Regions from separate parts of the Mus musculus genome. Here all the other regions are linked to region 1. The links are chromatin contacts, called in public ChIA-PET and capture Hi-C maps. All regions are on one chromosome and are shown on one strand. The core of a region is the stretch at or near the end of the contact, and the rest is flanking DNA. Distances in the headings are between cores, read along the strand shown.

Evidence for each region. ChIA-PET counts read pairs in DNA pulled down with a chosen protein or histone mark. Capture Hi-C pulls out chosen DNA fragments and counts their contacts.
Region 2: a contact with region 1 is called in an RNA polymerase II ChIA-PET map of effector CD8 T cells, with 9 read pairs. The contact joins the promoter of Haao here to the enhancer-like site in region 1. A contact is called at or near these places in 9 of 39 promoter capture datasets (the 3T3-L1 cell line, the C10 cell line, the HPC-7 cell line and 5 more), 2 of 484 Hi-C or Micro-C datasets (both in embryonic stem cells), 6 of 115 datasets of contacts at active chromatin or transcription factors (the HPC-7 cell line, effector CD8 T cells, embryonic stem cells and 3 more) and 2 of 9 other capture datasets (embryonic stem cells and liver).
Region 3: an RNA polymerase II ChIA-PET map of memory CD8 T cells shows a contact between it and region 1, with 18 read pairs. The contact joins two enhancer-like sites. A contact is called at or near these places in 1 of 484 Hi-C or Micro-C datasets (LSK cells) and 2 of 115 datasets of contacts at active chromatin or transcription factors (large pre-B cells and memory CD8 T cells).
Region 4: a capture Hi-C map of embryonic stem cells shows a contact between it and region 1, with 3 times the contacts expected there. The contact joins two enhancer-like sites. A contact is called at or near these places in 2 of 115 datasets of contacts at active chromatin or transcription factors (embryonic stem cells and large pre-B cells) and 1 of 9 other capture datasets (embryonic stem cells).

The regions. Positions count from the first base shown.
Region 1 is chr17:83,396,584-83,399,283 of GRCm38.p6, forward strand. The region is part of intron 1 of Eml4 (echinoderm microtubule associated protein like 4); the gene reads left to right. Among named protein-coding and RNA genes, the nearest start is that of Eml4, 47 kb to the left of the region's middle. Within about 2 kb of position 1,363, at least 147 of the 459 cell types and tissues checked have an H3K27ac peak or open chromatin away from gene starts, as enhancers often do. A contact at or near this core is called in the HPC-7 cell line, effector CD8 T cells, liver and 3 more, where this site is marked.
Region 2 is chr17:83,845,401-83,848,100 of GRCm38.p6, forward strand. Haao (3-hydroxyanthranilate 3,4-dioxygenase) reads right to left here and starts at 1,390. Exons shown (of 10, transcript NM_025325.2): 1 at 1,237-1,390. The coding sequence starts at 1,316.
Region 3 is chr17:83,731,142-83,733,841 of GRCm38.p6, forward strand. The region is part of intron 3 of Mta3 (metastasis associated 3); the gene reads left to right. Among named protein-coding and RNA genes, the nearest start is that of Mta3, 26 kb to the left of the region's middle. Within about 2 kb of position 1,265, at least 228 of the 459 cell types and tissues checked have an H3K27ac peak or open chromatin away from gene starts, as enhancers often do. A contact at or near this core is called in memory CD8 T cells, where this site is marked.
Region 4 is chr17:83,829,303-83,832,020 of GRCm38.p6, forward strand. Haao (3-hydroxyanthranilate 3,4-dioxygenase) reads right to left here. Exons shown (of 10, transcript NM_025325.2): 9 at 2,525-2,607; 10 at 2,052-2,419. The coding sequence ends at 2,341. Among named protein-coding and RNA genes, the nearest start is that of Gm41637, 4.0 kb to the left of the region's middle. Within about 2 kb of position 1,464, at least 98 of the 459 cell types and tissues checked have an H3K27ac peak or open chromatin away from gene starts, as enhancers often do.

The DNA.
Region 1 (2,700 bases), core at 113-2,612:
TGATCTGTACCAGTTGTTAATCAGAACAGTTGCTTTCTGAATTCTTATTGTAGAATACTCTTTTAAAGGCTCCCACTTTCCCACAAGGTTATTGGAAATAAATGTAGGTGGTTTTCCACATTCCACTTCTATCAGCTTACAGATTCATTGATCCTGTGTAGTCTCCTCTCCTTCACAGCTCTGCATGTTCCGTTTGGGTTACGGTTCATTTATTAACTATTTTTTTGTGTGTGAATGTGTTTATAGCAGTCATATTACTTGTGTTTATTTTGGGTTGGTATAGGTTTTTTGTAAATACAAAGTTTTAAAGTAACAAATTGAAGAAAATCCTCTGCCACCTTCAATACTTTTTTGTGAATCTGTTGTTTAGTTGACTTCAGAAGTGCTCACACAAAAAATACATTGTAACTCTTTCTCCCTTCCTCACTTCTTCCCCTCACCACCACTCCCCCCCCCCCTTCAGAGGTGCCTCTGTAATAACAGCCTCTCACATGAAAAAAAAACCATTATATTCATTGTCACCTGGCTTTACATGGTGTGAGACAGACTGAAATATCTCTGACTTTACGTTACTTGTCAGCATCAATGGTTTAAAATGAGTGTATACAAGCAGTCGTGAATTGTTTTATCTTATAGATTAATTGATACTACTATAGCTTGTAACATTTTAAAATAATTTTGAAAATGACTTAATTATGTTTATTAGTGAAATGGTTATATCATATATAGTCTAAATATTTAGGTTTTAAAATTAATGAAAAGTGATTATTCTTTATGCTCCAAGTGGGTTTCATTTTAAACAAAAGCAAAAGGAAGAAGGAAGTGTGACCTGCCACTGCACGCACAGTGTTTATTTTTATTTCCTACCCAAAAAAATGATCACTTTTGTACTTCTGAAGTGGTATTTATAGAAATGGTACTGTGTTGCAGTTTCAGAAGAAGGAGAACTTGGGTTTGGATTTGAAGCTGTGGATGAGGAGCAGCTGAAGCACCCAAGCCTCCAACCAGCCTCAAGCCAGCGCATGGCTGTGGCAATCACGTCTGTTAGCTGTCTCTGTGGCCTGAGGCAGTTCTGTTTCCTGTTTGCTTGCTCTCCTTCAGCTTCTTTGTGTCACTTTATCAATGAGCAGAAAACTTTTAGCTCAGAGAGCAAAGGGACAGGAGAGGGACTGTCTTAAGCATGTTTTACTTGTGTCAGCCTAGATGGGCTTTGTGATAGGCCATCTGGATGGAGAGGATTTCCTCAGAATGTCAAGTATGTCGTGAGATTTTGAGCTGGGGTTTTCTTGCAGTGTCCGGAAAGGCAGCAGGAAACAGGCAGAAATGCTAAGAGCGGAAGACAGCTTGCCAGTGGCTTCAGTGTGTGATTCCTGTATGTAGAAGAGTCCTGTCTGTCACACTTGACTTGCTTGAACAAAAGAGGCTGGAGGTGGGGACTAATCAAGATCCTGTTCTTCCCTGCACTCTTAAGTGTGCCCGAAAAGAATGGCATAAGTGTTGGCCTAAGTGCTCTGAGTACTTAAAACTGCTCACTTTATAACAAGTGTGTGCTACACGGTTTTCTTCTCCTAAGAAGCATACTCTTCTTAGATATTAATTAGATATTAATCCTTTCTCAAGAATAATATATTACATAAGTTAGTTATGTAATGTACTATTATCCTTGAGAAAAGAATAGAAAGCACTAGCTTTTCGTGGACAGCAATTTAAAATAGTGCCTCCTAAAAAATCAGATTGTATATTTCATCCTCAGTCAGGTCCAACCAAAGCCCTCATGGAAACAGAATTATCTGCACATATTTTAAATTTTGTATTGGATTAATGATAGAATAGTTACTATTTTTTTGAAACTAGGTACCATCCTTGGATTACAGTAGTAAAATGACCTTTTTTCATGTTTTTTTTTTAATTAAGATATTTATTTGTTTTATGTATGTATGCTCTATCTGCAATTATACCTATGTGCCAGAAGACGGGGCATCAGATCCCATTGTAATTGGTTGCAAGCCACCGCATGATTGCTGGGAATTGAACTCGGGGACCTCTGGAAGAGCAACCAATGCTCCTAACTGCTGAGTCATCTCTCCATCCCCCTTTTTCATTTTCTTAAACACAATTTTTTGTGTTATATGCTAGATGACTTTTAGTGACAATAGCTTACAAGGGAAAAGCAGTCTTTTTTAAAGTAGATAAGTGTGTCTCAGTGTTCTGTTGCTGTGAACCATGGCCAAAACAACTCTTCTGAAAGAAAGCTTGGAATGAGGGGCTTCCGTACTGTCTCAGAGGTTTAGTCAATTATGCTCATGGTGGGGAGTGTGATAGCATGCAGGCAGGTGCTGGAAAAGAAGCTGAGAGCACCTGGTCCTCCAGCAAGGCCACACCTCCTAAGTAGTGTCACCCCATGGTAACTAAGTATTCAAATATATGAGCCTGTGGGGACCATCCTTATTTAAACCACCCAAAGTATTATTTCACTTTCAAAATCAGAAAGGAGTCTTGCTTTTGTTATCATTGTATTGTTAAACAGAGGTAATGAATATTACTGATTACTACAAATTTAAAATACCTGAGTTTTAAAATATTATTTAGTTAAAAACTCTTCTTCTAGAAGATTTTTACTTCGGAAATAAGATATTCAGATTAGTAAGAAACATTAAACCCTGCCCGAGTGTGTCTATATGTGCATTTGTGTTTCCAGCA
Region 2 (2,700 bases), core at 140-2,639, 450 kb after region 1:
TCTGCTGGGGGTGGGGTGGGCGTGGGGGTAAGCAGGCCTGGAGGCTGGGCAGGCAGTTGCTTCTAACCAGGCTGATGTGGACTGAATCAGAGAAATGCCCACGGGCTTGGAGGGAGGAAGGCTGGGAGGAGTGAAAATGAGAGACAGCAGACAGGGAAGACGTGGAGAAGAGAGACAAAAATGGTAAAGCTCCAAACAGGAAAGCAGCAGTGGCAGAAGAGAGGAGGCTCGGGGGGGGGGGGGGGCTGTCCTGGTTAGCTACGGGGGTATTGCGCAGTGACCAAGAGCATGCGTGGACTTTGTAGTCAAACTCTTCCTGGGCTTGCTCATGGACTCTGTCCCCCTCTAGTTCTGTGACATTGGGAAAGTTACTTATTAAATCCCAACTCATGGGGGGCTATGTGAGAAGTCAAGGAGACGATGTGATATACTTGGCTAGTCTTCCCATTGGGGTGGAAATGTCTGGAGCCATTTGGGTTGGGACACTGCCCACTGGAAATAACTTATAGCCACACAGACACGGGGAGTTCGGGTCTGTGGAGGTGGTGCAAGAAGCTCTGCTGTGGAACTGAGGGAGGGGAGGGGGAGGGGAAGGAGGCAGTCTGTGCTGTAGTTAGAGGAGACTTGGGTGGGTCTGGTGTTTGTGTCCTGGCCTTGAGCCCTGAATTAAGAATCCCCAGGACTAGGGATGCAGCTCCGTTTGGAAAAGTGGGAGCCTAGCATTCACTGACTTCTTCCCTCAGCACCTCAGAAACAGGGTGTTGTGGCACTTGGGAAATAGAAGCAGGAAGATTGGGAATTCAAGCCCCCTCATCCAAAGAATTGTTCATCTGACTCCATAGCTTCGGGGTTTGCCAAGGGTTGAGGTGCTTGGTTCTAGGCCTCCAGGCCTTAAGTTCTAGTCCGGGGCATTGAACACCAGGTTCTCCCCAAGGTGCATGGGGGCAGTGGGTTGGAAAGGTGCTTTCAGCTGCGGAAGGAAGGAATGTCACACCCTGCCACCTCATCTCTCACAGCCTCAGAGACACACAAGCTGGTCTCAGAAGTCATGGCCACAAGTCTGTGGTCTCCAGAAAGAGGAACATACTGAGGTAGTGAAAGAAGAAACAGGTCGTTTTCACCCTCCCCAGAAGAGCACCAAGTGGATGGAACGCAAGGTTAGAGGGGGAGGGGACAGCTGAGGGAAGAGGAGTAAGAAAGAGGGTGGGTTGTAGTCACCGGGTGCTGGCGACTCACATAAGCTTGTTGCAAACCGGAGGCTGAAAGGAGGCCCGATTCTCTTCTACCCAAGACTTCACTCTCACACGGCGTTCCATGGCCGGCAGGCAGGACTCTTCTGCCCACAACGTGGTGGCCAGGTAATCGGGAGGTTGGAGTGATGCGATCTGCGACCTGCGATCTGCGCAGTCTCCTGTTGGCCACCTAGTTAATTAGGTTACCAGAGGTCAAAGAGCTGAGCAATCCCCTGCCACTCTGAGGGGGCAGCTCTAGAGTCTGAGACTACTTGCCCTGCCCCTGCACACACGCCGGAGCAGGGATCAAAGCCCAAGAACAGACCCGCCTCCTGGGACATGGCCAGCATCCTCCCAACACCTAGTTGCTCTGGACCGAAGCTGGACTCTGGTACCTACTGGGCCCATGTAAGATGCAGGACGCTGGGCTTTCAGCTTTTCGGGTTTCTTCTTCTGCCCTGCCTCTAAAGAAACATTGTGTTGGGAGAATAAAGGTTTGAAAATCGGAGACTTTGAGCACAAGGAGGACTGAAGGCAACAGGAGCACACAGAGGCCATCACAGGAGGCAATGAACAGGCTGCATCCAGTCTCCTCCGGAGCACGGAGGTCTGGCCCAGTCCTGCAGATGTGATTGGCTAGACCTGAGATACCCTGTCCTCACCTTGCTTTGCAGCTGAGGCCTGGTCCAGCTCGGCAGCCCTGGCGCCTAGTAGTAGTGGGCAGGAATGAGGTGTCCAGCACTGGTCTGAGTGAGCTCTTTACCCCTCCATGGGGAATTGAACCAGAGTCTTTAGTGTGCTAGGCAAACTCTGCCATGGAGCTTCAGAATGTCCCTGTCCCCTCACACGTCTTGTTTATATTTTATTATTTGGTTTTTGTTTTTGAGACAAGAAATCACTTTGTGACCCAGAATGTTGGGCAGGTTGCTATGTAGCTCAGGCTAGCCTCAAACTCTATCCTTCTACCTCAGTACTAGGATTACAGATGGATGTCACCATAAACCTACAATCCCCACCCTTGCATGTTTTAAGCCACCCACATGTGAAGACCTTTACAGGTGAAGATGGTCCTAGGTGTCTGTCTTATTTAGGGTTTTATTGCTGTGAAGAGACACCAAGACCTCTTATAAAGGACAAAGTTTAACTGGGGCTGGCTTACAGGTTCAGAGGTTCAGTCCATTATCATCATGGCGGGAAGCATGGCAGCATCCCAGGCAGGCATGGTGCTGGAGAAGGAGCTGAGAGGTCTACAGCTTGTTCTAAAAGAAGACAGGAGCAGTCTGTCTTCTAGGCAGTTAGGAGGAGGGCCTCAAAGTCCTCCCCAACCCCACTGACACACTTCCTCCAACAAGGCCACACCTCCTAATAGTGCCACTCCCCAGGCCAAGCACATTCAAACCCACCCCAGAGCCTGCCAGACTAGAGGCTCCTCAGCCAAGGTTGCCCTGGGGCAGGAAACGTAGGAGGA
Region 3 (2,700 bases), core at 15-2,514, 330 kb after region 1:
GGGACACATACACATGATGTAGGTATTATTAAGTAAGCTTACAAAAGAATATCTTTCAAATGTCCTTAGTGTTTATGTCCCCTCCTCTCTCCTTCTGTATCACCCTTCTTACTCCCCCACTTCAGTACCCCCGACCCTATTTTAAAATTTTAATATCTATTTATTTGTATGTGTGTACCATGTTGCTTACGTGGTGGTCAGGACAACTTTGTGGATTTGGGTCTAAATTTGGGTACTGGAAATTGTAGTCCTGACTACTCTGGAATTCACTATGGCTGTTTTTGAACTCACGTAAGTCTTTCCTGCCTAGGTCTCTAGAGTGGTGGGATTACAGGCATGTGGATCCTTTTTACGTAGTTTATTATGGGAAGAAATGCTCGACTGTGCTTAGGGAAGACAGTGCTGGTAAATTCAGGACGGTAATGTTTTGCGAGAGCAGTGCTGGTGGTTAGCTGAGAGGAGGAAGCCCTAGGACCATGCTGGGAGTGAGTTCAGGAGGAGGATGCTCTGGGAGGACGGGGCTGGGAGTGAGCTGGAGAGGAAGGCTACTTCTTGTGCTGGTTGTCTGTTGTCATCTTGACACCTAGAGTTACCTGAGACGAGGGAACCACAATTGGGAAAATGATTGGCCTTTGTGGCATTTTCTTGATTAATAATTGATGTGGGAGGTCCCAGCCCTCTGTAGGCAGGAGGTCCTGGGTTCTATAAGAAATCAGGCTGAGCAAATCCTGAAAGCAAGGCAGTAAGCAGCACCCTCCATGGCCTCTGCATCAGCTCCTGCTCCAGGTCCCTCTGCATTCCTGTCCTGACTTCTTTTAGTGGTGGGTGTGACCGAGCCTAGTAAGCTGGGGTACCCTTTCCTTCCCGAGTTGCTTTGGCCGTGGTGTTCTGTCCCAGCAATCGAACCCCTAGCTAAGACACTTGTGGCTCTTTTATTTTCGCTTCTGAAGTTTCACAGTTTACAGCGAGCGGAAAGTTGCATGGTGGCACGCTAAGGCTACAGAATCCCAGATGGATTTTGATTTATTATAAGACTGGGCAGCCTTTGCCAGATGCAGTGTTCTTTGAATAAATGTAAAGCAGAAGTAGCTTATTTCTGATGGGATCCTGACTCGCTGTAGAACTGATGAGTCATGGCAGCTCACTGTGTGAAAGGACCATTTCAGACGGCCTTCTCTTCCCGCTGACTTCCTGTGCGTGGACTGCTCATTTCCACTCCCTTCTGTGAGGTCAGAGTAACGTTCAAAACCACACTAACCTTGCCGGCACCAGCTGCTCATCAGGCCGGGAGTTCTGCAGAGACCGGATGGCACTTGAGGGTGACAGTTTCCCTGCTGATAGAATGTGTGCTTGTAGTTTGCTTAAAATTTTTCGGCTCTATGTAGTGGCACATGCCTTTTATCCCAGCACTTGTAAGGCAGAAGCAAGCAGATCTCTGTATTCGAGGTAGCCTAGATTGCAGAGTGAGTTCCAGGACAGCCAGGGTTACACAGAGACCCTGTCTCCAAAAACAAAAATAAAACAAAACAAGAAATTAAAAAACAAAAACAAAAACAAAAAACAAAAATAAATTCTGGATTGAATGAATTCTGGAATGTAGGCTCCGAGGTTAAGAACACACACTGCTGTTATTAAGGACCGGATTTGGCAGCTTGTTAGCATCTGTAATTCTCCTCTGGGGGACCTGGCTCATTTTCAGGGATACCTGCACTCAGGTGCACATCCCCACCCTACATATTCCTTTTTTTGTTTTAAGTTTAAAGAAGTAACTTCGGCATTTAGTTCACTGCTCTTGCAGGGGACCTGAGTTCAGTTTCCACATTGGGACACAGAGACCTGTAACTCAAGCCGCAGGGATCCAGCGCCCTCTCCTGGCCGTTGTAGGCACTGTACTCGTGGGCACCTGCATTGAGAGCACATTCTCCTGGATACATAATTATTAAGTCTTTAGGACCCTTGGAGGCCCCCAGAAACTGAGCCACCAACAGAAGAGCATTCATGGGCTGGACCTATGCCCCCCACACAGATGTAGCAGAAGTGCAACTTGGTCTTCATGTGGGTCCCCCAACAATTGGAGCAACTGGACCCCTGACTCTGTTGCCTGCCTGTAGATCCTGCTCCCCTAACTGGGCTGTCTTGTCTGACCTCAGTGGGTGTGGATGTGCCTAGTCCTGCAGTGACTTGAGATTGCCCGGGTGGGTTGGTTCCTGGGAGGGACCTCCCCCTTCTCAGCGGTGAAGAGGGAGGGGCCATTTGAGGGGGCACTGGCAGGACCGGTGGAACCGTGATAGGGATGTAAAATGAATAAATAAGTTAATGGAAAGAAGAAAGAAAAAGAAATAAGTCTTTAAAGAAATTCTGCTCTTTTTTACAGTAAATCTTGATAGGCATAATGTCCATTAATAAAAGCTTGAGGTCTTCAATGGGGCTTAAAAGTGTGAGTAAGTCTTTAGGTTACAGAGCAAGAGAACTGCTGGGCAGGTGTTCTCTCAGAAAAATGCATTCAAATTTGGCCTAGAAAATATTCCAGGGTCTGGGGAGGCGGCTCAGTGTGTATCCCCAGCAGGTATGCACCCCCAGCACGCATAGAGCCCTGCTGGTGAACCTTAGCACCATGGAAAGAGGGTGGCTGCTGGAGCCTGCAAGTCCAGCATTCAGAAGACAGGGCAGGAGGATCAGAAATGTTAGTCCATCCTCAGC
Region 4 (2,718 bases), core at 214-2,713, 430 kb after region 1:
CACTGGTGGTGGTGTCAGCAATTCCGTAATGGGAGAGGCAGCCGACTTGGAAGCGTTTGATCTGACTGAGGCTGGCTGGCCCGGGCTTGGCCTCCTGCTCCCTGGTAGAGATACTCCTGGGATGGAAAAGCCACAGTGAAAGCCAAGGGAGGGGGCAGGTGCAGGAGAAGGCAGTGCAGACAGAAAGGCAGCCAGGGACAGACAGGGGTGACCTGGAGGCTGGGCAGGGGACCCACAGCCCTTCCTGCCATCTGGCTTTCCTCTGAGATCACTGGTGAGTTTTCAGAAAGTGGGAAGTGGGTAGAGGCACCATGCACACTGGTTTCAAAATACGTGCATCCATTGTCTCTTGTCTGGCCTCCATCCTGCCTGCTTTCCCCTGTTTTCCACTCCACAATGTCTCTCTCTTGGGCCTCTGCCTGGCTCTGACCCTGAGACCTGTGTGATTCAAACATGTCTAACATGGATTGACCCCCACCCCAGGGGACTATGGAGAGGGAATTCGATCCCATGTGAAAGACCCAGAGCCCTGGAGAGCAGAGGCCCCCACCGAGGCACCCTGATCATCAGCGTCACAGTAGCAGTAACGCCCATTTAGGGGAAACTATTTCCTTCTGGTCAAGAAAATGCACTCTCTGACTTGGGGGAGACCTAGCATTCTAGCTGGGAAGGGCAATCAACTCCTTGGCTAACGTGGCTAGGGAGGTAGATGTTTGTTAAGCCATGTTAAGGGGATTGGAGGGACGCGTTTTCCATTGATGACGCAGTGCCATTTCCTTCCCAGAATTCCCATCTGTGCTGCGGTTGCCTGTGGAGTTGAGGCCCAATTGCTCTGTTAAGTCTTTTCTTCAGGGAAGCACGGCTCTCCCGTCCTCTTGCTACCACTGTTCTAATCAACCTTCTCAGAAGCCCAGGCTTCCTCACGTGTCTCTGAAGCACGTCCCGTTTCCCCTTCTGCCATTCAGCTACATGTCTGGCCTACCTCAAATGGCAGCTGCTGGGATTTACAGCTTTCTCGCTATGGCTGGGGGGTGGTGGGGGGGCATATTTTAAATGTTAAGAAAATTGTCCTCTGTAAAATCAGGTGTTATTGTCACCTTTGTGGAGAGCATTGAAGAGAAAACGAGGAAGCCTGGTTGTCCTTTCCTGACAGATGGAGCCATTCCTTCTGTGTTCTGACCCCCCCCCCCCCCAGCATCTCTAGACATGGCATGTTCTCTTCCCAGATCTGGGACAGAGAAACACACTGGTGCCACCAAGCACGGACCAGGCCACCCTGGACAGTGGACATTTGAAGGCACCAGTGTGGTCCTTCTTTGCTTATAGAAAAGCTTTGGGATAGGAAGGTGCTGATGTCATATCCTTCAAGGCCAGAAAGCTCCCTCAGCCAAGTCAGGTCCCCTTTGACCTTCTGTGGAGTGTGTCAGAGCAGTGAGCCACCAGGCTAGGGCAGGGAGACTGGGCTCTAGTTCCCTTTTCTTGAAGCTCTGCCTCTAAGCCTAGGTTTGTTCTGTGCAGATGCAGGCTCAGTATTGTCAGCTTCTCACTGAAGTCCCTCCCTGAGCCCAGGCTGCCCAGGAAGGCCTGCTCTGTGCAGATGCAGGCTTAGTGCTACAGGCCTCTTGCTGAAGTCCTTCTCTGAGCTACAGATGTCCCACTTGCCTTTCCTCCACTTGTAGAAGCTATGACAGTGATTACCTCTGGGGGTGGGGAACTCTGTGTTTGAGGTATTTCTGTTTTCCATAATTAGCATAACATAACTTCTGTGGTTGAGAAAGAAACTCAGCAGAGTGGGGGTTTGTTGTTATTTTTAAGTATGTTAACAACTAAATGAATGAACAGGGAACAGAGGGAGAGACAAAGAAGCACGCGGCTTTATAAGCAGGATGCGGAGCGGGTGTGGATCAGGGTTGCATGCACAGGGAACCACCTATCCACAAGAGGTGATGACACACATTAACAGGCCTTCTAACTCCCTGTGGCAACTGTTGTCCCCAAGTAACACATGACAGGGGAACACAGGTCTGCCACCTAAAACTCGCAAGTACTCATTCAGCAGGATGCCTTTATTGAGAGATTTCTTAGTGTCAGGCTGCTGGGCACATGGGGACAGTGTAGGGCTATGGCTGTTAGAAGATCGGGGACTGCTGATGTCCTAGGAGTCTGGCATCCTGGGCTGAGCTAGGCAGGAGGGTTGATGCCAGTGACAGCTCTCAACCACTCAAGGGGCCTGCTGATGTCCATGGAGATGCAATGAGGCTGAAAGAGCTGTCTGGAAATGGGCAGCTACCAGGTCATTACTCAGGCACCCTGTGGCTGCTTGGGGCGCACACAGGAGGGTCACCACCATGGCTTCTTACGGGCAGGGTCTTGTGTCACAGACAAGGCCACAGAGCCTTGTGCTCGCTCCCACACATACCTGTGGGGACACAGATACATAAGAGTCAGGCAAGGCCAGAGCCCAAGGGTTCCAGGGAAAAGGGCATCATTGTCATGGCTTCAGAAAGTCCTGGCATATACTCACGAGGTTCCAGCAGGCACCAGCAGGCTGTCATCTGGGGCCAGGGCTATACACTGCCCTCCCATTGTCACCTTAGAGGAGCCCTCCTGTGAGAGAACAGCAGAACCAAGTGAAGGCTGATGAGGCTGAGCTCAAGGCCAGCCTGAGTGAATTAGCAAAACCCTGCATTGAAATAAGAAAAGTGTGTGTGTGTGTGT